7 separate regions of the Mus musculus genome follow, and all the other regions are linked to region 3. The links are chromatin contacts, called in public HiChIP or PLAC-seq and Micro-C maps. All regions are on one chromosome and are shown on one strand. Each heading gives the region's core, a stretch centred on a gene start, on an enhancer-like site or on the middle of the called end of the contact. The rest is flanking DNA. Distances are from core to core; before and after follow the strand shown. Region 1 holds the start of Zbtb7b (zinc finger and BTB domain containing 7B). Region 2 holds the start of Pear1 (platelet endothelial aggregation receptor 1). Region 3 holds the start of Arhgef2 (rho/rac guanine nucleotide exchange factor (GEF) 2). Region 4 holds the start of Efna4 (ephrin A4). Region 5 holds the start of Hdgf (heparin binding growth factor). Region 6 holds the start of Shc1 (src homology 2 domain-containing transforming protein C1). Region 7 overlaps Gm33845 (a long non-coding RNA gene).

What was found. A called contact is a pair of places that touch in the nucleus more often than the background predicts. HiChIP or PLAC-seq counts read pairs in DNA pulled down with a chosen protein or histone mark.
Region 1: a Micro-C map of embryonic stem cells shows a contact between it and region 3, with 2.4 times the contacts expected there. The contact joins the promoter of Zbtb7b here to the promoter of Arhgef2 in region 3. A contact is called at or near these places in 1 of 484 Hi-C or Micro-C datasets (embryonic stem cells), 1 of 115 datasets of contacts at active chromatin or transcription factors (bone marrow-derived dendritic cells) and 1 of 9 other capture datasets (adipose tissue).
Region 2: a FOXA1 HiChIP or PLAC-seq map of pancreatic cancer cells shows a contact between it and region 3. The contact joins the promoter of Pear1 here to the promoter of Arhgef2 in region 3. A contact is called at or near these places in 1 of 39 promoter capture datasets (liver) and 1 of 115 datasets of contacts at active chromatin or transcription factors (pancreatic cancer cells).
Region 4: a FOXA1 HiChIP or PLAC-seq map of pancreatic cancer cells shows a contact between it and region 3. The contact joins the promoter of Efna4 here to the promoter of Arhgef2 in region 3. A contact is called at or near these places in 4 of 115 datasets of contacts at active chromatin or transcription factors (memory CD8 T cells, microglia, neural tube and 1 more).
Region 5: a contact with region 3 is called in a FOXA1 HiChIP or PLAC-seq map of pancreatic cancer cells. The contact joins the promoter of Hdgf here to the promoter of Arhgef2 in region 3. A contact is called at or near these places in 1 of 39 promoter capture datasets (pre-B cells), 1 of 115 datasets of contacts at active chromatin or transcription factors (pancreatic cancer cells) and 2 of 9 other capture datasets (adipose tissue and pancreatic islet).
Region 6: a FOXA1 HiChIP or PLAC-seq map of pancreatic cancer cells shows a contact between it and region 3. The contact joins the promoter of Shc1 here to the promoter of Arhgef2 in region 3. A contact is called at or near these places in 1 of 484 Hi-C or Micro-C datasets (the G1E-ER4 cell line) and 3 of 115 datasets of contacts at active chromatin or transcription factors (memory CD8 T cells, microglia and pancreatic cancer cells).
Region 7: a contact with region 3 is called in an H3K4me3 HiChIP or PLAC-seq map of bone marrow-derived macrophages, with 4 times the contacts expected there. The contact joins the enhancer-like site here to the promoter of Arhgef2 in region 3. A contact is called at or near these places in 1 of 39 promoter capture datasets (the C10 cell line) and 4 of 115 datasets of contacts at active chromatin or transcription factors (bone marrow-derived macrophages, double positive thymocytes, kidney and 1 more).

Annotation. Positions count from the first base shown.
Region 1 is chr3:89,391,949-89,394,648 of GRCm38.p6, forward strand. Zbtb7b (zinc finger and BTB domain containing 7B) reads right to left here and starts at 1,430. Exons shown (of 3, transcript NM_009565.5): 1 at 1,087-1,430. Gm15417 (predicted gene 15417) reads left to right here. Exons shown (of 2, transcript NR_040403.1): 1 at 1-558.
Region 2 is chr3:87,767,639-87,770,338 of GRCm38.p6, forward strand. It overlaps Pear1 (platelet endothelial aggregation receptor 1), which reads right to left and starts at 1,315. Exons shown (of 25, transcript NM_152799.2): 1 at 1,240-1,315.
Region 3 is chr3:88,619,856-88,622,555 of GRCm38.p6, forward strand. It overlaps Arhgef2 (rho/rac guanine nucleotide exchange factor (GEF) 2), which reads left to right and starts at 1,304. Exons shown (of 22, transcript NM_008487.4): 1 at 1,304-1,466. The coding sequence starts at 1,404. It overlaps Gm20652 (a long non-coding RNA gene), which reads right to left and starts at 1,250. Exons shown (of 2, transcript XR_375820.2): 1 at 1,176-1,250.
Region 4 is chr3:89,336,770-89,339,469 of GRCm38.p6, forward strand. It overlaps Efna4 (ephrin A4), which reads right to left and starts at 1,259. Exons shown (of 4, transcript NM_007910.2): 1 at 1,069-1,259. The coding sequence starts at 1,181.
Region 5 is chr3:87,905,054-87,907,753 of GRCm38.p6, forward strand. Hdgf (heparin binding growth factor) reads left to right here and starts at 1,268. Exons shown (of 6, transcript NM_008231.4): 1 at 1,268-1,661. The coding sequence starts at 1,575.
Region 6 is chr3:89,420,339-89,423,038 of GRCm38.p6, forward strand. Shc1 (src homology 2 domain-containing transforming protein C1) reads left to right here and starts at 1,283. Exons shown (of 12, transcript NM_001113331.2): 1 at 1,283-2,007; 2 at 2,588-2,658. The coding sequence starts at 1,513.
Region 7 is chr3:89,298,269-89,300,968 of GRCm38.p6, forward strand. All of the region lies in intron 1 of Gm33845 (a long non-coding RNA gene), which reads right to left. Among named protein-coding and RNA genes, the nearest start is that of Gm33845, 3.4 kb to the right of the region's middle. Within about 2 kb of position 1,448, at least 105 of the 459 cell types and tissues checked have an H3K27ac peak or open chromatin away from gene starts, as enhancers often do. A contact at or near this core is called in bone marrow-derived macrophages, kidney and pancreatic cancer cells, where this site is marked.

The DNA.
Region 1 (2,700 bases), core at 180-2,679, 770 kb after region 3:
CTCACCACGTCTCAGCCGCCCTTTGATACATGGGGGTTGTGCGGGGCGGGGGGCAGGGGACCCGCCCTCTCTCCAAACACTAGCAGGGCCGGGGCGCCTGGGCAGGCACGTGTCCGGGCACAACCCGCTGCCCACGCTGCCCCCCCACTCCCGCCCCCCCCGCTCTGGCCAGGACACGTCGCTCTCTTACTTGGGTGGGGTGGGAGGAGGGGAGAGAAAGCTGGAAATGGAAAGCAGCGCCCCCCACCCCTCTGAATGGCCAACCTCGGCCAGCGGTGCGCACTAGGTTTCTACCACACAGCGACCCCCACTCTGCTCAGGGCAGGTGCGCCGGCGCCGGCGGCAAGACCGCTGGTAGGTCGAGTTCTTATCACCCACCCTCGCACTGGAGTTGTGAGAGCAAAAGCTGACTTTGAAAAGGTGGCGGTGGGCCTGAGGCTTGAGAGACCGGAATGTGATTGCGGAGCGGGAGGGGCAGAGGGGTCGTCCTGCTGAGCCGCACTACCGCTGGAGAGACGACGCGGCTCTGGAAGCGCAAGAAACCGAATAGTCCAGCCGGTAACTTTCCCCCAAGCCGCGGTTCCTCCCGCTGCCCCCCACCCCCCGTGCCACTGGCCTGGGTCCAGCCCACCGTGCCAGGGGGGCGCGGAGCTGGGTGGGTGGGTGGGGACACGCGTTGTCCTAGTTATAGTCCGTCAGGGTTTCCATTCCCTCCATTCGGTCGGGTCTGGGGTCTCCCCCTAAAGTCACAAAAGCGACTGGGGGTAGGGGTAAGTTCAGTGCAGCTCACCCCCTCTCCATCCCGTAGCTCACAGTCTGTATGATATTAGAAGTGCAAAGAAAGTTTCTGGAGACCCTCCGCTCAGAGTTGGGGGGAGGCCAATAGTCCATAGTTCTCTACCTTTCCTCCAAGTTAAAACCAATTCCAAAGACCCAGGAAAGCTACAGGGAATGCGACTGGTTGAAATCTGGTGTGTGTGTGTGTACGTGTGTGTACAGGGGTCTCACAGGACGCACGAAGGACACTGCAGTAGGCTCGAGTTTAGTGTATCCCGAGCCAAGGGACAAAAAGTGGGGTTCACTTACCTTTCAGCCGTTGGGTCCGTTCGCTGGAGCTGCAGAGGCACAGGGTGTAGGAAGAAGCGCGTCCCCCGCCAGGCTGGGGGGCTTGGGGCTCTGCTCCGGTCCTGGTCAGAAGGCCGCGGTCAGTGGCTCGCTGCTCGTTGCTGGGGGGCTCCTCCTCCGCCACCCTTTGCCTCCTCCTGTTGCCCGCCCCCCCCTTGGCCGCGGAGAGCCGTACATTCACCTGGCTTCCACTCGCCCCCCCCCCCAAGGCCCGCCTCACCTGTCCTGCTGTCTCACCTGTCCTCTCTCTTGCTTTCCCCCCATCCCTCCCCTCCCTCCCCCCGCCCCTGCCACCCCCAAACTCCCCCCCCACCCTTAGCAACACCCTCTGTCACTTCCTGGTTTTTCATCCGCCCCCCCCAGGCACCCCCTCCCTCCGCCCAATAAGGACATAAACTTCCACCTCTTCCAACAGCTAGTTCCAGCAGGGAGCATATGGGTCCCTCCCTCCTTTTCGTCCCTTTTCTCCGAGATTTTGCTTCGCTCCCTGAGCCTTTCCCACCCTTTTCCTTTCCCTTCTTTCCTTCAAACTCCCTTCACCTGCCGCGATCCCTCTCCCTCTCTGCTTTCTACCACTATCTCCTCCGGTCCACCTTAACTGGAGCTCCGCCTCCGACCCCCGTCCAGCCCTCTGCTGCTGCCCAGCTCCACCCCTTGCACGCCACCGCCCTGCCCATCCATTGGCCTGAACACCCGCCTATCCCATGTGGGACGCGCCTAGGGTTCATCCAGGGAGGGGGTGGAGCCTGGGCTGGCCAGAAACCAGAAGGGGAGGGAGGCCGAAGACAGTGTCCGCAGTGGCCAGGGAATGGAGCAGCCCCCTCAGGGACTTCCTCTCTTTCAAGAGGGGCTTCTGTAGGGTCACCACCTGGGGAGGGAATGGTATGAGAGGTTACGGATACGCTGCTGGGGATGAAGACCTAAAATTTAGAAAGAGTGGGGTCCTGCCGAGGGGCTTTAACCAGGTCAGAGCCCCAGGAAGAGAGAGAACCTCTAGACATTGAGCTTCAGCCTCTTGGCCCATCCCCCTCCGAGGGAGCGGGGGAGTCGAGTCTGTGGGCACTCTGTGTCCCTCCCCACGCGTGACGGCGCCCCGCGGGGAGGGAACAGTGCCCGGGGCAAGGAGCCTTTGCGCTCTAGCCAGTGCCCGTTGCTGCCTTGGCATTTTCAAAGGGGAGGGACTGAGTCTGGGAAGGGGAAGGGGGAGGTGCGCTCCCTCTGGGGCCCCGACGCTTTGCCTTCAACCAGCCGGTACTTTTAGTGGAGAAACTGAGACCCTACAGTGGAGGGATCTTGGCGCAGATTCACTCAGACCCCGAGGTGACGATAGAGACCTGGGTGGTTTAGGATGTTTGCTTAAGTGGGTTTGGGAAAAACCGGTATTCGTATTTAAGTGCCCGACCCAAAGAATGGTAGTCTCTGAGGGACGCTTACAACTGGGCTGGCGATGCTATAGACCCCAAAAGGGCCCCTCCTACTCGTTTCAAACGGAGTCAAATCCCGCTCTCTAGGACCAGGTTCGGCTTCGCAGCAGCAGGCCAGGCGGAACCGGGTCGGACTTGTTCTCTTTCCCAG
Region 2 (2,700 bases), core at 65-2,564, 850 kb before region 3:
CCTCTTCTGGGTTGTCTGATAGGGCATGTTGGAATGGAGTGGAGAAGCAGAAGCCAACCCTCCCACTTCACCCTTCACTGAGAAGAAAAAGGCAAGCCAGGGAGGGGGCAGGTTTTGGAAGAGCAGCCAAGCAGGGTAGGCTGGCAGGTGGGAGGCCAGCCCACACCCATCTCACCCATGCACACACAGCCAGAGGTAGGGCACTGTACTGTGGGCTGGAGTTGGGTTTGGAGAACAGCCTCCAACCCCCTAGGCCTAGCATAGGCAGGGGTTGAGAACTGACCCCTTATCCGGCCCTGCCTAGAGCTAAGGCCTGGCTGAGCCTGGGAACTTCAACCAGCACACGCTGTTCCAGTCTCCGGGGACCAGGGGTCACCGTCCCCAGCTGGGGCAGCAGGCTCTACTAAAAGTCCAAAACAAGGAGTCACGAGTCCGTGGCTAGAGGCTGGAAACAGGGATGCGAAGTGAGGGAGGCCTTGCTGGATGGAGCTTGGGTTCCCGGGCCCCAGGGCTCACACTATCAGCCTGGCTATGGGCCCACATCATCCAGGAAAAAGAAAAACAAACAAAAAAACAACAATAAACAAGCCTCAGAGACTGTAGGTGCCTATGGCTGACCTCTCCCCTACAAGATGGGAAAGGACACGCAAATCCAATCTCTTCCCTGGGCAGGGGTAGGGGGCAACACTATGAACACTAAACAGGGTCTTTCTCCGCGAGACATAGGAGGAGACAGGCAGGCAACTGTGTTTTGTTGGTCCTCCCAGAAAGAAGAAATTGGGGGATAGAGGGAAGACAAGGTTTAGGGTTGCTTTTCAGGGCTTCGGTACCACCACCATGGTTCTACACTAGCAAACAGCACACTGGAATCCAGGAGACTTGCAGGCTGCCTTCCTCAGGGCGAGAAGAGAGCTCTCCCAGGCTGGTCCCCATCCTAGCTCCTTATCCTCAGAGCTACGCAGCTTTCTTTTTCTACTTAGTTAGGTCTCCCTCTCCCTCTCTGCTCGCTCTCTTCTTTCTCTCCTCTCTCTCTCTCTTTTCACTTAGGCGGCTTTCTCTACTTAGATCTCACTTTCTTCTCTTCCCCTAACTCTCTCCTTTCTCCTTTCTCTTCTCTTTCCACTTAGACGGAACACACACACACACACACACAGGAGTCCCCACTCCATCTCCTCCTTTCCTCTCTTCAGGTTTCAGCCCAGCGGTCTCGGGCTCCAGAGCCCAGGGCAGGTCACTCACCTGCCTCGGGGCTCGGAGCTCGGAGCTCAGAGCGGCGTGTTGTACCGACGGGTCCTGCTGGCCGACAGAGCTGGCTGCGCGGGCAGGAAGGGGGTGGGCCTCCGCCCGCGCCCAGGCAGGAAGTCCGCGCGGGGAGGCTGGAGCCCGGCCGGGTGGGGTCAGCCCTCCGCACGCCTGTCTGCGAAGTGGACGGGGAGAGCCGCCCAACCTGACAGCCCCGGCTCCCGGCGTCGCGGTCCACCCGACGCCCCTCTTTCCTGCCCGGCGGCGCCCCCTGGCGGCCTTCAGGGGAGGGGCACCCTGCCTGCGCGGTCAGATCTTTGGGACCTTTGCAAGAGTTGAAGCAGGATTCTGCTACATAAAGAAAGCAGATCTTGCTCATCAGCTTGCTCCGAAGAACTCAGCGACCTACCACAGTCAGGTCTCAGAACAAAGACAACTTGGGCCTGGGGGAGTGTGGCTTATGCTGCAGGCCCTAGGTTGAATTCTAAACAGCAGGGACACCTTTATTTAAGAGTGATTGACATATAATAAAAATAAGCCCACTTGGCTTGATGAATAATGTTCCAAAACTTTATCGTGGCAAAACATACACAATATAAAACACATCCTTTCAACAAATGTTAAGTATACAGTTCGGTGGCATAAAGTATTTCACATATACGAAACCTTTGCTACTGTCAATTTCCAGAGCTTTCTCCTCATCCCAAACTGAAACTCAGTCTGCATCCCCTGGCCCTGGTAGCCATCGTGAAGTTAGGCTATATGTACCTCAGCTCCGGCCTCCGACCTTCCACATCTAGCTTATTCTACTTAGCATGCTGTTTCATTGGCTTAGACAAATGTGTTCATCCCAATAAAAGTGTGGTTTAAAATGTCCCTCTCTGGGGATGGAGAGATGGCTCAGGGAGGGGTCGAGGGGGTGTAACGCGCTTGCCACCAAGCCTGATGACCTGAGGTTGAACCCAGGGACCCACATGGTAGAAGGTGAGAATCAAATCCCAAAACTTGTCATCTATGCCCACAACAGTGCCATAGCATGGTACATATTCCCTCCCCTGCAACAGAAGTCAATCTAATGTTTTAAAGTCCATCTCCCCCAGTGTACCTACTCTAGGCTACAGTAAGGACGCAGATTCCGTCCTCACCCCTAGCCCAAACCCCACGAAAGTTTTGATTTGCTTTCTGTAGTTTATATTTCTAGAATATCCGTGTAAATGTCATCATAGAGTATGTACTCACGTATGTCCATCTTCTTCCCCTCACCATAAAGTTTCTGGGCCGTTGGGTGTTCTCTACTACAGCAGGTGACAGCACTGGGCTATTCAAGAACAGGATTGCTGTGTCCTGACAATTCCTGATTCTTGGATATTGTGGTTCCAAGCTGTTTGTGTATAATACTTACTAATATTGTGTATAATACTGATATATAATAATTACTAATATTATTATTATTATAAT
Region 3 (2,700 bases), core at 54-2,553:
CAACCAGCACAGCGGGTGGATGAGGCAGCCGAGCCCAAATTAGAGACTGAGGCTAAAATTGGCACTCTAGGAGTGCAGGGCTGGGCTGGAAACCTGCAGCCCTAACACCACCCTCCCTGCCCCGCTACCGAGAAGAACAGAGCAGAAGCTGGTGACAGTGGCTGGGCCTCATCTCCCTCCCTCTTTCTTTTTTCTTTCTTTCTTTTTTTTTTCGGTGTTTTGAGACAGGGTTTCTCTGTGTAGCCCTGGCTGTCCTGGAACTCACTCTGTAGACCAGGCTGGCCTTGAACTCAGAAATCTCCCTGCCTCTGTGCAACACCACGCCTAGCCATCTCCCTCCCTCATTACCACACACTTTTGGGACTAGATTAGGTAGTACCCTAAATTTTTACAAAACTTTGCCCCAGGGTGCTCAGGTTTTTACAGAGAAATCGGAGACCTTGATAGGTGGAAACGGAGCAGACTGGAGAATTTCCCCAGTGGCAGGAAACTCAGGTTGACTCAAAGGGTCCAGAGAAATGAAAACCCACCCACACTCCTCAGCAAGCTCAAACGTTTCCAGACAGGGCCAAGTTGTTTCTATAGTCTCCTGTGGCAGAGAAAACTGGTGTCAGGACACAAGGAAGGATTTCCTCAGCTAGCCTCAGGAAAGGTGGAGCCTTCTCACCTTCACTGCCAAAGTAATTGGCAGAGGTGGGGCTGAGAAGGATGGTCAGAGTGTGGTCCACAAGGCCCAGAGGGGTGAGAAGCTGGGCGGGGGGTGGGGGGGGGTGAGGGGAAAACCCTCTCTTGTGGACTCCTAGCTTTTGGAAAGGAGTCCCCTTCTTCACTCTTTTGGGGGAGTGAAGCCTGTTAACGATGAAGCTTCTAGTTCCCCTTTCATTGCCCCCTCCCTCTTGTCATACCAGTCCAACATTGTAAAAGCGGTCTGTGTACTCAAGCCTGTTTGATGAGTGAGCCCTTATGGCTAGGTCTCCCAGTTACCGATAAGGTGATAGAATCCCCTTAGGGTCTTTAAAGAGTGAAGTTACCCGGAATGGGCGCCGGTGTTTTTCAAGGACAGCCGAGCTAAGGGAGGTCGCTGAGGTCAGAGAGTGTTCCTAAGCGCTAAAGGGAAAAGGGATCCTCGAACCTGTCCCAAGGACCCCTGTCCAGCAGACTGCAGCGATACTAACCCCGGCGTCCCGTCCGGTGCGCGGGTACCCCGCCCTGCCTCCGCTCCGCCTCTCCCCTTCCTGAGCTCGGGTGGGGGAGGAGACTAGGGTTTGAGGAACTGGTGCTGGGTGCAGGGGCGAGGGGACTCAGACTTCCTGTCCCCGAGGCCGACGCGTGCGGCCGGACCCCTCCCCCGCCGTTGCTGGACACCCGGGGCCGCCGCGTCCTCCCGCGGCTCACGCTGGATTATGTCTCGGATCGAATCCCTCACTCGCGCGCGGATCGACCGGAGCAAGGAGCAGGCAACCAAGGTGGGCTGGCTCTGCGACCGGGCGCCCTGCCGACCTCTGGGCCTCCGCCCCGCGTCCCGCGTCCCCCCGCCCGCTCTGGGGCGCCCGAGTCCGCGCGCAGCGGCCGGACGGGGTGGGTGGGGCTGCGAGCGCGTGAGGAGGGGGCTGGAGGACCGCAACGTGACCCGCGTCTCCAGCACCCGCGCAGCTTCTGTGCGGGGATCTAGGAGAGCTGAGCTGGGTTACCAGTGGTTCGGCGGGACCGAGTGTTTTGGGCCGCTCGGAAGAAAGTTGCTCCGGTAAGGGATCGAGCGGGAAAGAGGGGCGAGCGTGTCGGGTTCCTAGGGACGACGCTCTTGGGCACCCCTTTCCGCACCCCAGTTCCGGGGGTTGCTTGCGGCCGTGCCCGCTAGCGCCGGCTCGGTCGTTCCCCCTTTGTCCCCACCAGCGGGTGGAGGGGGCCGGAGGGGGTGTTTTCCAAGCTCCCTCCCCCACCTTCCCGCCCCTCCAAGACAAAAGTCAGCTCCTCCTCTTCTTGCGGATGGACTTTCCAGCTGTGATTCAGTTCTTGCCTGGGGTAGGCGGGTGGCTAGGGGTCAAGACAGCAAGCGGCCGCCCATTTTCTCCGCCAGGCCAAACCGATCCATCAGGTGAAGCAAGCTGCCTTTGTGTCGCTGGGATGCCTTCTCACATCCTGAGCGTCTCGGTGCCAGGACCCAGAGTAGTTCCCACCCTTATCTGTTTCATCAGCTTCCAGGCTCCTGGTTCTCCAGCCGCCTCGGTTAACCCAGTTCCCCCACTCCCCTCAGCCATATTTCGATTATCGCCTCGGCTTGGGGGCCCTTCACCTGTCATCTGGAGTCTGGCTGTGTAATTATCAGCACACTCTGCAATACGACCTCTCCAGCACGCCTTTACAAGTGTCCTTTATTCCTGTCTTTGTATTCAGACGCCCTCCCAAATGCCATGACTTTCCTCACCTCAGCTCACAGGAAGTGGTGAAGCCGAGGAGGACTTGTAGATGAATAAGTGAAGCCAGGGGGGCCTGGTTCAGGCGGACGGCGCCTCCCTGTACCTCAGGACACTCACATTATAAGGCTCTCTCGGAAAGCAAAGGCAGGAAGGGCTTTAATCTTAATCCCTGTCCTTAGCGAGAGCGTAATGACCCTCCCGCAGCCAGCCAACCAAGCAGATCATTTTCAGGCTGGAAAGCCACTCTGCGAATGGAAAGCTGCCCTCTCCCTTCCTCCAAGGT
Region 4 (2,700 bases), core at 9-2,508, 720 kb after region 3:
CACCCCCTGCCAAGCCAGAGCTCAGGAAATACTTGTGAATTTGGTGAATGAACTAGAAACACAAGAGCTGGGGGCTGAGGGACTGGTCTGGAACTGAGATAGAAGAAGTCAGAGTCCAGGACAATAGCGCTTATCACCCGGTATTGGTATTGGAATGACTATCTTTAGGCCTGCCCTCCCTGGGGGGCTGTGGCCTCCCACGGGGCAGGGTTTCATTGGTAAAGCCCAGCAGCTCAGCACTGGTCTTGACACACACACAGAGTATGTGCTTATCAAATGTTAGTGAATAAATGAACAGAGCCACAGATTGTCTGAAGTAGAAAATCAGAAAGGAAAACAGATGGGGAAGGCAGAGAGGCAGGGAGGAATGGGAAGCAGGATGCAAACAGCAAAAAATACCGAGGTTCAAAGGCAGCCAGCTCAGCAGAGGGGAAGAAATAAGCATTGAAATCTGTACAGCGGCACTCCTTTCCACAAGCCTGACCTCAGTCAGTCCACTTGCTTCCCAGGGTACTGGGTATTATTAGCCCATTTTGTAGATGACATAACTGAGGTGAGCAAGGTCAAATGACTGGCCCACAGGTGAATCAGATGGAAGAACAGGGCCAGGATTGGACAGAAATAAGATCAAGATGGAAGCAGAGATATCCAGGGGCCCGAGAGGCTCTCAGAACCAGAGAGGAACTCAACGTTCTTTCACTTGGGTAAAAATCCCTCCCTGGTTCTCAGCGGTCCACCCCAGCTCCTGCCCCGCCGGAGGTTTGGGCTCCCTAGAAAAGGGGGGCGGGACCCGGAATACGGGGCCCAGGCCCCCTCAGCTCCCTGCTCTCAGACTCCAACCGACCACCCTCAGGACTAGGGTGGTCCGCTCGCCCCCACACACACGTTCGGGCGGGGGGGGACCCCCGGGCACGCCTCGCCCCTCCCCCGCCGGCTCAAACAAAGGAGCCCCATCGCGCGGCTGGGCAGGGCTCAGACAGCGCCTTGCAAAAAGGCGAGCAGCGGGCGCGCGCACAGCCTGGGAGCGCGCGGGCCCAGCTCGGCTCTCGCCTCGCTCGGCCGTGCTACCTGGGGTTAGAGGAGTTCCAGTAGATTGGGTGGCGGAGGCTGGAGCACCCCGGCAGGCGCGAGCCGAGCAGCGCGGCCCAGAGCACAGTCCGCAGCAGGGGCAGCAGCCGCATCGCCCCTGGGGTCCAGTCTGGTCTGGCCCGGCTGGTCCCGGCCCACTTCTCTGTCCCGGCGAGAAAGGTACAAAAGTGGAGGGGGGTGGGGGGTACGGAACGGAGGAGGGGTGTGGAGGCTCCTAGACCACAGCCCTGGGTAACTTTCCACCAATGAAAACTTGTCTCCGCCTCTCTACTCAGCGCCAACTCTTGTTAACCCTTTGTGCTTCCTGTGCCCCGAGCGCTCCAGGTTAGCCAAAGCGTCCCTTTGTTATCTCACTGTGCTGGAAGAGGGTGGCATGGTGGATATTCCACTAAGGACTTAATGCTTGAGGGTTTTGGTTTTCTATGTGTGTGTACGTGTCGGCGCTTCTATTCCTTCTCCACCTTATTTTTTGAGACAGGGTCTCTCACTGAACCCTGATTGGCTTGGCTTGCAGTCCTGTAAGCTTGGGGTCGGGGTAGGAGGGGGTGCTCCTGTTTCCTAGCCCCACCTCACCCCTCCCACCCACGGAGGGGTTACAGAAATAAACCACTAAACTTAGGGCTTTTTACACGGGTGCTGGTTATCCAAACTCAGGTAAGCACTTTACCAAGGCTGTCTTCTTTCAAATCCTATGTTGTACTTTATTTTGTTTAAAACAGGGTCTTAACACTAAAGTCTGGCTGGCTTGGAACTTCTATTATAAGCCAGGCTGGCCTCAGACTGGCAATGATCCTCCTGCTCTATCCTCTCCAGTGCTGGGATTACAGCCACGGGGTTCATGCAGCACCACCTAAGAGGGCCGGTTCGGTTTATGTTTAGATCTTGTCCTTTGTGTCTTCATTGGTTCAAGGTAGAAAGCCTCATTGAAGTCTGGGAGGTCAGAGCTGGATGGCACATGAAGTACACCCATAGAAGAATCCAGCATTCTAGTCAGCACACAGCAAGTTCCTATTTGGGGGTAGGAAAGTGTGTACATAGGTGCCGTGCGCGCGCGCGCGCGCGCACACACACACACACACACACACACACACACACACACATGATGGCCAGCACCTGATACCCCAGATACTTTTGGAGGCTGAAGCAGAATTACCTTCCATGCATTGTTCTTTTGCTTTGCACACGCAGATGGTACAAGGGGAAGGACTGAAGTGGCTCTGGGGACACCCCTGACATTCCTCTAGAGCATCGTGCTGGGTGACCATTGTGGGACACAGCCTGCCCCTTATCCGCACACACCTCTCTCCCAGGAGTCCTCAGTCCTGAGGTCTAAATGATGAGGTGGTAGCAATCAGTACAAAGCACAAAGCACCTTTGTTCTGGAACCTTCAGGTGGGGGCAGGGAAGTGGAGGAGGCAGGTGTGAAGCCTTGGAATCCAAGCAGCCGCTGCCCTGCTCCACCCAGGCTCAGGGCTCTGAGAACACCAGTTAGATCCATTTTCCCAGCCACTGGTCAGAGGGTGGGGATGCAGGTCTGACGACTTAGGTCATTTGTCTCTAGCTGTGGTGGGGGCTGAGCAGCATTGCTGGGGAGAACTTGGGAGTCCAGAG
Region 5 (2,700 bases), core at 18-2,517, 710 kb before region 3:
ATGGTCCTGAGTTCAAATCCCAGCTGTTTGTGGACCATTTGAACTCATACATGGTGGCTCACAACCATCCCTAATGAAATCTGAGGCCCTCTTCTGGAGTGTCTGAAGACAGCTACAGTGTCTTACAAATAATAAATGAATAAATAAATATTAAAAAAAACCTTCAAATCTGCTGGGCAGTGGTGGTGCACCCGTTTAAGAGGGAGAGGCAAGTGGATCTCTGAGTTTGAGGCCAGCCTGGTCTACATGAGTTTCAGGACAGCCAGGGCTACACAGAGAAACCCTGCCTTGAAAAACCAAAAACAAACAAACAAAAACCAGAAACCTTCAAATCTCTTTAAAAAGAGAGTATGCAGGCCAGCCAGCCAGGGCTACATACTAAGACTGTCTCCCCCGGCAGTGGTGGCACACTTCTGTAATCCCAGCACTTGGGAGGCAGAGGCAGGCGGATTTCTGAGTTTGAGGTCAGTCAGAGTGAGTTCCAGGACAGCCAGGACTGCACAGAGAAACCCTGTCTTGAAAAATAAAAAAAAATAAAAAAAAAAGACTGTCTCAATAAAAATAAGATATAAAACAATTAGATATAAACAACAAAAAACCCATTGCACAGAGATGTAATTACAACAAAATCTTGTTTGGTTTGAGATCTGAGATCAAGTTTTGCGCACATCATTCCTTAGAATATAACCCAGGCCAAATACAGTCTTCAAATTAATACTATATATCTCCAAACTAGATTTAGTGGTATCCAACTGTCTTTATCGTTTAGGACCTCCTTATTCTAGTGAGGGTAATTGGTGATAGTCCAGATACAGCTGTTAATTTAGAGTAGACTGAAATGGTAGGACTCGAACTCTTATACCGCCACCAACAGAAGCACGTGGAGTGTGTGGGGTACACCTCTTGCCTTGGCGGTCTAACTAGTTAGAAGTCAGAGGCGCAGAGCAAATACGTGGGTTGGGACATGGCACGTGGTAGGGGGGACAGAGCGCAAGGCAGGCCACAGTAGGCCCCGCCTGGCCAGGGCATTCAGAGGAGCCCGGGGAGGGGCACGTGCAGCCTGTCCAGCGGGCGCCAGCTCCTTTTGGGCTGGCACCCACCACCCGCCCGCACACAAAGCCCGCTCGGCGCGCTCGGCACTCGGCTCTTCAAGCCTGTGCCTCTGAGCCCCGCCTGGCGGCCTCCAGGTTGGGTGTGAGGCCGGGGCAGGCTGTAGGCGTCGATTGGCTGCGCGCATCGAACCGCCGCGGGCGGGAGCGCGAGGGGAGGAGTGGGCCGCGGGGGGTGGAGGAAGCGGCCTCGCTCGCGCCGAGGAGGGAGCAATTGAATTTCAAACACAAACAACCACACGAGCTAGCGCTCCCGGAGCCGTGTGTTGCCCACCGCGCCCGGCCCTGTCCGAGCGGCGCGCGGGCGCAGACGCCGTGGCTGCCCCGGAGCTCGCGTCGGGGGCCGGCATCGAGGCGGGGGCCGCGCGAGGGCCGGAGCGCAGCGGCGCCGCAACCGCCGCACGCGCAAACTTGGGCTCGCGCTTCCCGGCTCGGCGCGGAGCCCGGGGCGCCCGCGGCCCCGCCATGTCGCGATCCAACCGGCAGAAAGAGTACAAGTGCGGAGACCTGGTGTTTGCGAAGATGAAAGGATACCCACACTGGCCGGCCCGGGTGAGTGGCGCGGCCGTCGCGGGCCCTGCTGCGGGTTGCATAACGCTCGGGAGGGCACGGCCGCCGAGCGCGGAGCGGGCGTAGGGGCAGGGGTGCCAGGCCTGTTCTGGCTGGCGGGAGCCCACCACCGCTTACATAACGGAGGCGATCGCGGCCGGCACCTGGCGGGCAGCGCCGCGTGCTCAGTTCGCCCTCACCCCTCCGTCACAGCGGCCGAGGCTTCGGGCTCACGGTGGCGGGGGGGGGGGGGGGAGCGGCCCGATGGTGTGTCGCTTCTTTCGCCGCGAATCCCAACCCCTTCTCGGAGCCCCGCTTGAGCCCTGAGTCTCCATTGATAGTTGCCTCCAGTTCAGGTTTCTCTGGCTGGACGAACGGGTGCGAGGGGTCTCAGTTCACAGAGGGTTAGGTGGATGTAGAGTTGGCGACTCACAAACTTTCTTGGAGCATTTTGGTAGGAACTCTGAAGTTGGGAGGGTCGTGAAATGTTTGGGGACGACTTACTTAAAAATGGTCTTGCCTGGCCTGGTGACTCTGCCATAACCGATTTAGCCCCCAGCTCTACAAGAACATCCCTCCATATGCCTCCAGCTCAGACTTGGAACTGGAGGCAGCAGGGCCCCCGTGTGCTTTGGGAAATCCAGTACAGACGACCTTAGCGCGGTGTGGGGGATTGTGGGACGCTGGAGTTTCCTCGGCTTCCCATTAGTGAGCGTCTCCAGTCAGGGAGGCCGGTGTCAGCCATGTGGTTGTTTGAACCCGCCAAGAGTAGGGCCTTCCCCATTCCAGCACCTGGCCAGGTGGGAGGGTGGGGCAGAAAGCCTGCTGTGTTTATCACCTTCCCTCCCAGGAAAAGGTGTGTGTGTGTGTGTGTGTGTGTGTGTGTGTTGGGGGGAGGGTTGCTTCTGGGAATTTTTCAAAACGATTGTAGAGGGGGCCCTTGATACCGAGTGAGGGCATGACTCAGCCCCTTAGGGTGTGGAACTTGTGTAAAAGAAATCCTCGGGCAGAAAGGCCTGGAGGGAGGGGTCTCAGGCAGGAT
Region 6 (2,700 bases), core at 33-2,532, 800 kb after region 3:
TCTTTTATTTCTTGTATTTGGTTTTTTTTTTTTTTTTTTTTTGGTTTTCGAGACAGGGTTTCTCTGTATAGCCCTGGCTGTCCTGGAACTCACTTTGTAGACCAGGCTGGCCTCGAACTCAGAAATCCACCTGCCTCTGCTGGGATTAAAAGGGTGCACCACCACACCCAGCTACTTTTTTTTTTTTTTTTTTAAGGGAATAAAGCGATAGTTTATTCTGGAGCTATTTTGATTGGTCACTTTCTTTAAGTTCCTGAATGGCCTTAAGCAGAGCTGTGGCAGGAAACTGTGGGCAAAGAAATATGGGTTTGGTATTATTATGCACTTATGGCCAGACTCCAACTTCTAATATCCCTTTCTCCTTCCTGTCTTTATTAACACAGATTTGTTTATGACCCTATTATCCCTTTGTGGCTTGTAGGCACCAGTTCTGTTTCTTTCCCCTACCTCCAAGGCCAACTCCTCCACTAGCCTGAGGTACACTGTCAGGTGGTTTACTGCCTGTAAGGAGTAACAATATATCTGTAGGTCCGAGGGGTGGCTGCATGTCTCTGTACCCTCTGGGGAAGCCCTACTCCCACCCCCCAAGTCTGTTGGTCCTTGGTGACTTGTAGAAACAGGCTTGCTCTAGCTCTTGTCTGGTAGCCCCCTGATGTACCACCAATAAATTGGCCTTTATTCCCATTTTAGCTTGTCTTTCCTCTTGGCTTTGCACTATATCCACTGGGACTTACTTTCTCTCCCTGGTTCTCTACTGTGGTCCACAGCTGTTGTGGTGGAGGATGCTAATGGCCCAGGTTCCCTGGAGCTACCACCTCACTCACTGTATGGTGGGGATGGGAGTGGTCTGGGCTGTCTGGGCTAGGGGGCTAGTCACGTCTTCAGCCAGGACTGGAAAGGAAATGCTAAACTCTGGGGGACATCTCCCCCCTTCCCCTCCCCGCCCAGCAGCTTCTGTTTCCTCTCTATCCCTTCCTGTCTTCCTGCTCTCTTTGGCTTGCCCACGTCGGTTTGGATTGGTCCAGAGTTTCTCTTAACTCCTTCCTTTCTTTTTTCTCTTTTGCTTATTTTTCCATCTTTTTTTCGCGCCGGGCACCTCCTCCTTCCCAGACAGTTGTTTGTATTGGGCTGGGAGAGTGGCCTGGCTTGCACAAATTGTGTGGGGAGGTGTCTCAGCCCCTCTGAGCCTGTGAGTCAGCACTGTCCTGGGGATTGGTCTCTCTCCTTAGTTCCCCGCCTCTGGGGAGGAGCCAGTAAGCTCTGGGTCCAGCCTGTACTCCTCAGCCAGTAGAGGTTTCCTAGCTGGGCTGTGCAAGGATGTGCTCTCAAACTGTCTAGGTCTGAGTTGGGAGAGCAGAGGTCACTTGTCCTTCGCCTCCCCAGGTCATCTGTTATCACCGGGCTGCCGAGGTCAGACTAGGCTAAGGGCCTGGGGATGCCCCCTGCCTGGCCCCCTTGCCTGAATTGGCAGGGGGGCCGGGCTGGGCAGCAGCCCCTCTTCTCACCCCAGCCATGGATCTTCTACCCCCCAAGCCGAAGTACAACCCACTTCGGAATGAGTCTCTGTCATCGCTGGAGGAGGGGGCTTCGGGGTCTACCCCTCCGGAGGAGCTACCTTCCCCATCAGCTTCATCCCTGGGACCCATTCTGCCTCCTCTGCCGGGGGACGATAGTCCGACTACCCTGTGTTCCTTCTTTCCCCGGATGAGCAACCTGAAGCTGGCCAATCCTGCTGGGGGGCGCCTGGGGCCTAAAGGGGAGCCAGGAAAGGCTGCTGAAGATGGGGAAGGGAGTGCAGGGGCAGCCCTTCGGGACTCAGGCCTCTTGCCCCTCCTCCAGGACATGAACAAGCTGAGTGGAGGCGGCGGGCGCAGGACTCGGGTAGAAGGGGGCCAGCTGGGGGGCGAGGAGTGGACCAGACACGGGAGCTTTGTCAATAAGCCCACACGAGGCTGGCTGCATCCCAACGACAAAGTCATGGGACCTGGGGTTTCCTACTTGGTTCGGGTGAGTGCATACCCCCCTCCCACTCCCTCCCGTCCAGTTCCTCTGCTCACTCCAGATTTGCCAGGGACTCCCTGCTCTTCCCCCAGCAACATCTGTGCCATTCTCTCAGTTCTTAGACCTGGTGCATTCCTTCTTCAGGTCTCTGCCCTTAATTTAGCCTGTGAATCTTCTGCCTTTCCTCCTTTGGTCCCAACCCCCCCCCCCACCCCCCCAGTTCACACAGTGCCCAAGCACATCTGAGGCTTTCTGTAAAAGTTGAATGAAAATGACTTCTTGATTATTCCCTCTAGACTCCTCCCTTTTCCAGAGATGTCACTCCATCCCACTCAATGTTTGCTACTCCTCTCGCAGTCCCCCCATGGTGCACGAAGTTCCTCTTTTGTGGTCTTTCTTCCCTTTTTCCCCTTTGCCATACACCTATGAAGTGGAAGCCCCAGGCAGTAGGAAGGCTACTTCAATCTACTTTCCTTAGGAAGTAAGGACTATATAAGGCAAAGCCCTAGAACCTTCTGCAAAGGGCTTGCAAGTGTGGGGTGGGGGATGGGGTCAGCTGATCCATTCTTCCCTCCTTCCCCTACAGTACATGGGCTGTGTGGAGGTCTTACAGTCAATGCGAGCCCTTGACTTCAATACCCGGACTCAGGTCACCAGGTTAGTGGGAAGGCGGGTATATTGCTGTAGTCTTAAGATTAC
Region 7 (2,700 bases), core at 198-2,697, 680 kb after region 3:
TCTGATGTGGGTATTTGGACCAGAATTCAGGTCCTCTGGGGCAGGCATTCCTCAGGACTGAGCCATCTCTCCAACCCCTAGGTCTGCATTGCAGGGCTTCTGCAAAGTCTATTTAAAAAGCAAACGAAGCCAGGCGTGGTTGTGCACACCTTTAATCCCAGCACTTGGGAGGCAGAGTCAGGCAGATTTCTGAGTTTGAGTCCAGCCTGGTCTACAGAGTGAGTTCCAGGACAGCCAGGGCTGTACAGAGAAACCCTGTCTCGAAAAAACCAAAACCAACCAAACAACTAAACAAACAAAGTCAGAGTCATGGTGGGAGGGGGAGGAAAGACTCCCCAAATCACAGGTGGTTTTGAGTGTAATGGTCTTGGGTTTGATTTTTGGGTTTTATTTTTGTTTGTTTCTGAGACAGGGACTCACTACGCAACCCTGGCTGGCCTCAAACTTATTATATAGACCAAGTTGACCTTTAATTAACAGAGAGTCACTTGACTCTGCCTCCTGAGAGCTAGGATTAAAAACATGGGCCACAACACCCAGACTAGAATTTTCTTTAAAGAAAGTATGTATTGATTCTATCTTTTAATGTGTGTGAGCCTGAGTGTATGTAAGTGTTCCACGTGCATGTAGGAGGATGTCAGACCCCCTAGGTCTAGAGATCTCCTAGCTGGCTGTGGGAATTGAGCCCAGGTCCTCTGCAAGAGCAGTAAGTGTCCCTATCCACGCGGCCACTTACGCAGTCTCAGCTTTGTTGTGTGTTTGACACTGAGAGCGTGCTTCAGGCTTCCAAAGCGCTAAGCACGTATTCTCTCACTGTGCCCATTCTGTATCCCACTCCATAAACCTCTGGACTGTGTCCTGATGGAGTACAGGGACCATTTTCTTCTCTTTTTGTCTTAAATAGCTAAACACATAGCCTGGCAATAGTGATGCACACCCTTAATCCCAGCACTCAGGAGGCAGAGGCAAGTGATCTCTGAGTTCAAGGCCAGCCTGATATTCAGAGTGAGTTCCAAGACAGCCAGGGCTACAGAGAGAAACCCTGTCTCGGAAAAAAAAATAAATAAATAAATAAAAGAATAGTTCCTGTTACTGATAATCAGACACAGGAGAAGAGGTAAAACTGGGGTGCTATTTGAGAGGGCAAACACGAATGAAGCGAGCCCCAAGACCACGCAGCTTCGTGGGTGGAAATTCCAGGATTGGGTGTGGGAGATGCAGCCTGCGAGTCAGAGTCTCTGAGGGGAGGAAGGGAAGGAATGCAGCCCAGGAAGACCAAGGCAGCTCTAGTTTGCAGCACAGAGTCCTAGACAGGAGTTGTACAGAGAAGGGACTTTGGAAACTGGTACAGCGTCCCTCAGGTCTTCAGCTTCGGATGAGTAACACAGCCTGCGGGGAAGCCAGTCTCGTTTGCTAAGAACTGTGGGAGAACGAAAGCAGAGCTCTCACCAGGGCCACCAATCCCTCGTCATCCCACAAGCCACCGCGGAAAGGCAGTCTTGCCTTGACTACTCTTGGCTGGTTCCAGATGCATAACCTCTAAACTTCAAAGCCTTTGTAAAACCGGAGGGGGCGCTTGCAGAGACAGTCTGAGAAAAGCGCTTTTTCTTCCCGATGCTGACGCATCCGCGCTGATTTCTGCAGCCGCTGAAACTCCTCTGCTACTGTCGCGCAGGACCACTGGAGAAGTGGCTGCCGTTATACCCGCCATTCCCCGTGCTCTCCTTGAAAAAATTATTATCATTATTTTTATTATTATTATTTTAGACTATGGAGACTTACTATGTTGCCCAGGTGGGCCCTGATCTCCTGGAATTAAGCAATCCTCCTGCCTCAGCTTCTAGAGTTCCTGAACTATAAGTGTGCTTGACAATTCCCGTATTCTTTTGGAGTTCTGTTGACTTCTGCCAGGCAACCCCTCCCTACTCTAAGCCCTTATTATGGTTAATAAGTTCTCACATTAAACTTCTCCTGCTCAAAGTACTGTGTGGTTTCTATCTCCTGATTGGCTAGCTGGTGTAGCAGCCCACACTCCAGGATGATATTGCCTCTTTAGATTAGCCCTAGGTCAAAGACTGCTCTGCTTTTGCCAAATATCACTTAGCAGTGAACCTTTGAAGGGTCAATCCACCTGGATGTTGTGGCAAACACCTGGGAAAGTGCAATTAGAGTGATCACAAGTTCAAGGTCAGCCTCACAGCCTGTTCAAGGCTCACATGAGACCCTGCAATCCCCCAAAGGCAAACCATTTGTCTCTCTGTCCTGAAAAACTCATGTAAGTTTCTGAGGAAGGCTTAAAAGTATTGAAAGAAATGTTTTAAAAAGTCTTCTATTAGGGCTGGAGAGATGGCTCAGCGGTTAAGAGCACTGTCTGCTCTTCCAGAGGTCTTGGGTTCAACTCTCACCAACCCCATGGTAGCTCACAACCATCTATTCAGTGATCTGTTGCCCTCTTCTGGCATGATGGTGTACATTCGGGTAGAGCACACATACATAAAAATTAATAAATATTTTAAAAAATCTAGCATTAAAAAACATTAAATGCCTAATGTCTCATATTCAAACAATAATTGATTATTTAATCAGTAATTCAATCAATAATTGTTAGGTATGTGAGAGTATCAGATCCCCTGGAGCAGGAGTTACAGACAGTTGTGAGCTGCCATGTGGGTCCTAGGAACTGAACCCCTTTCTTCTGGA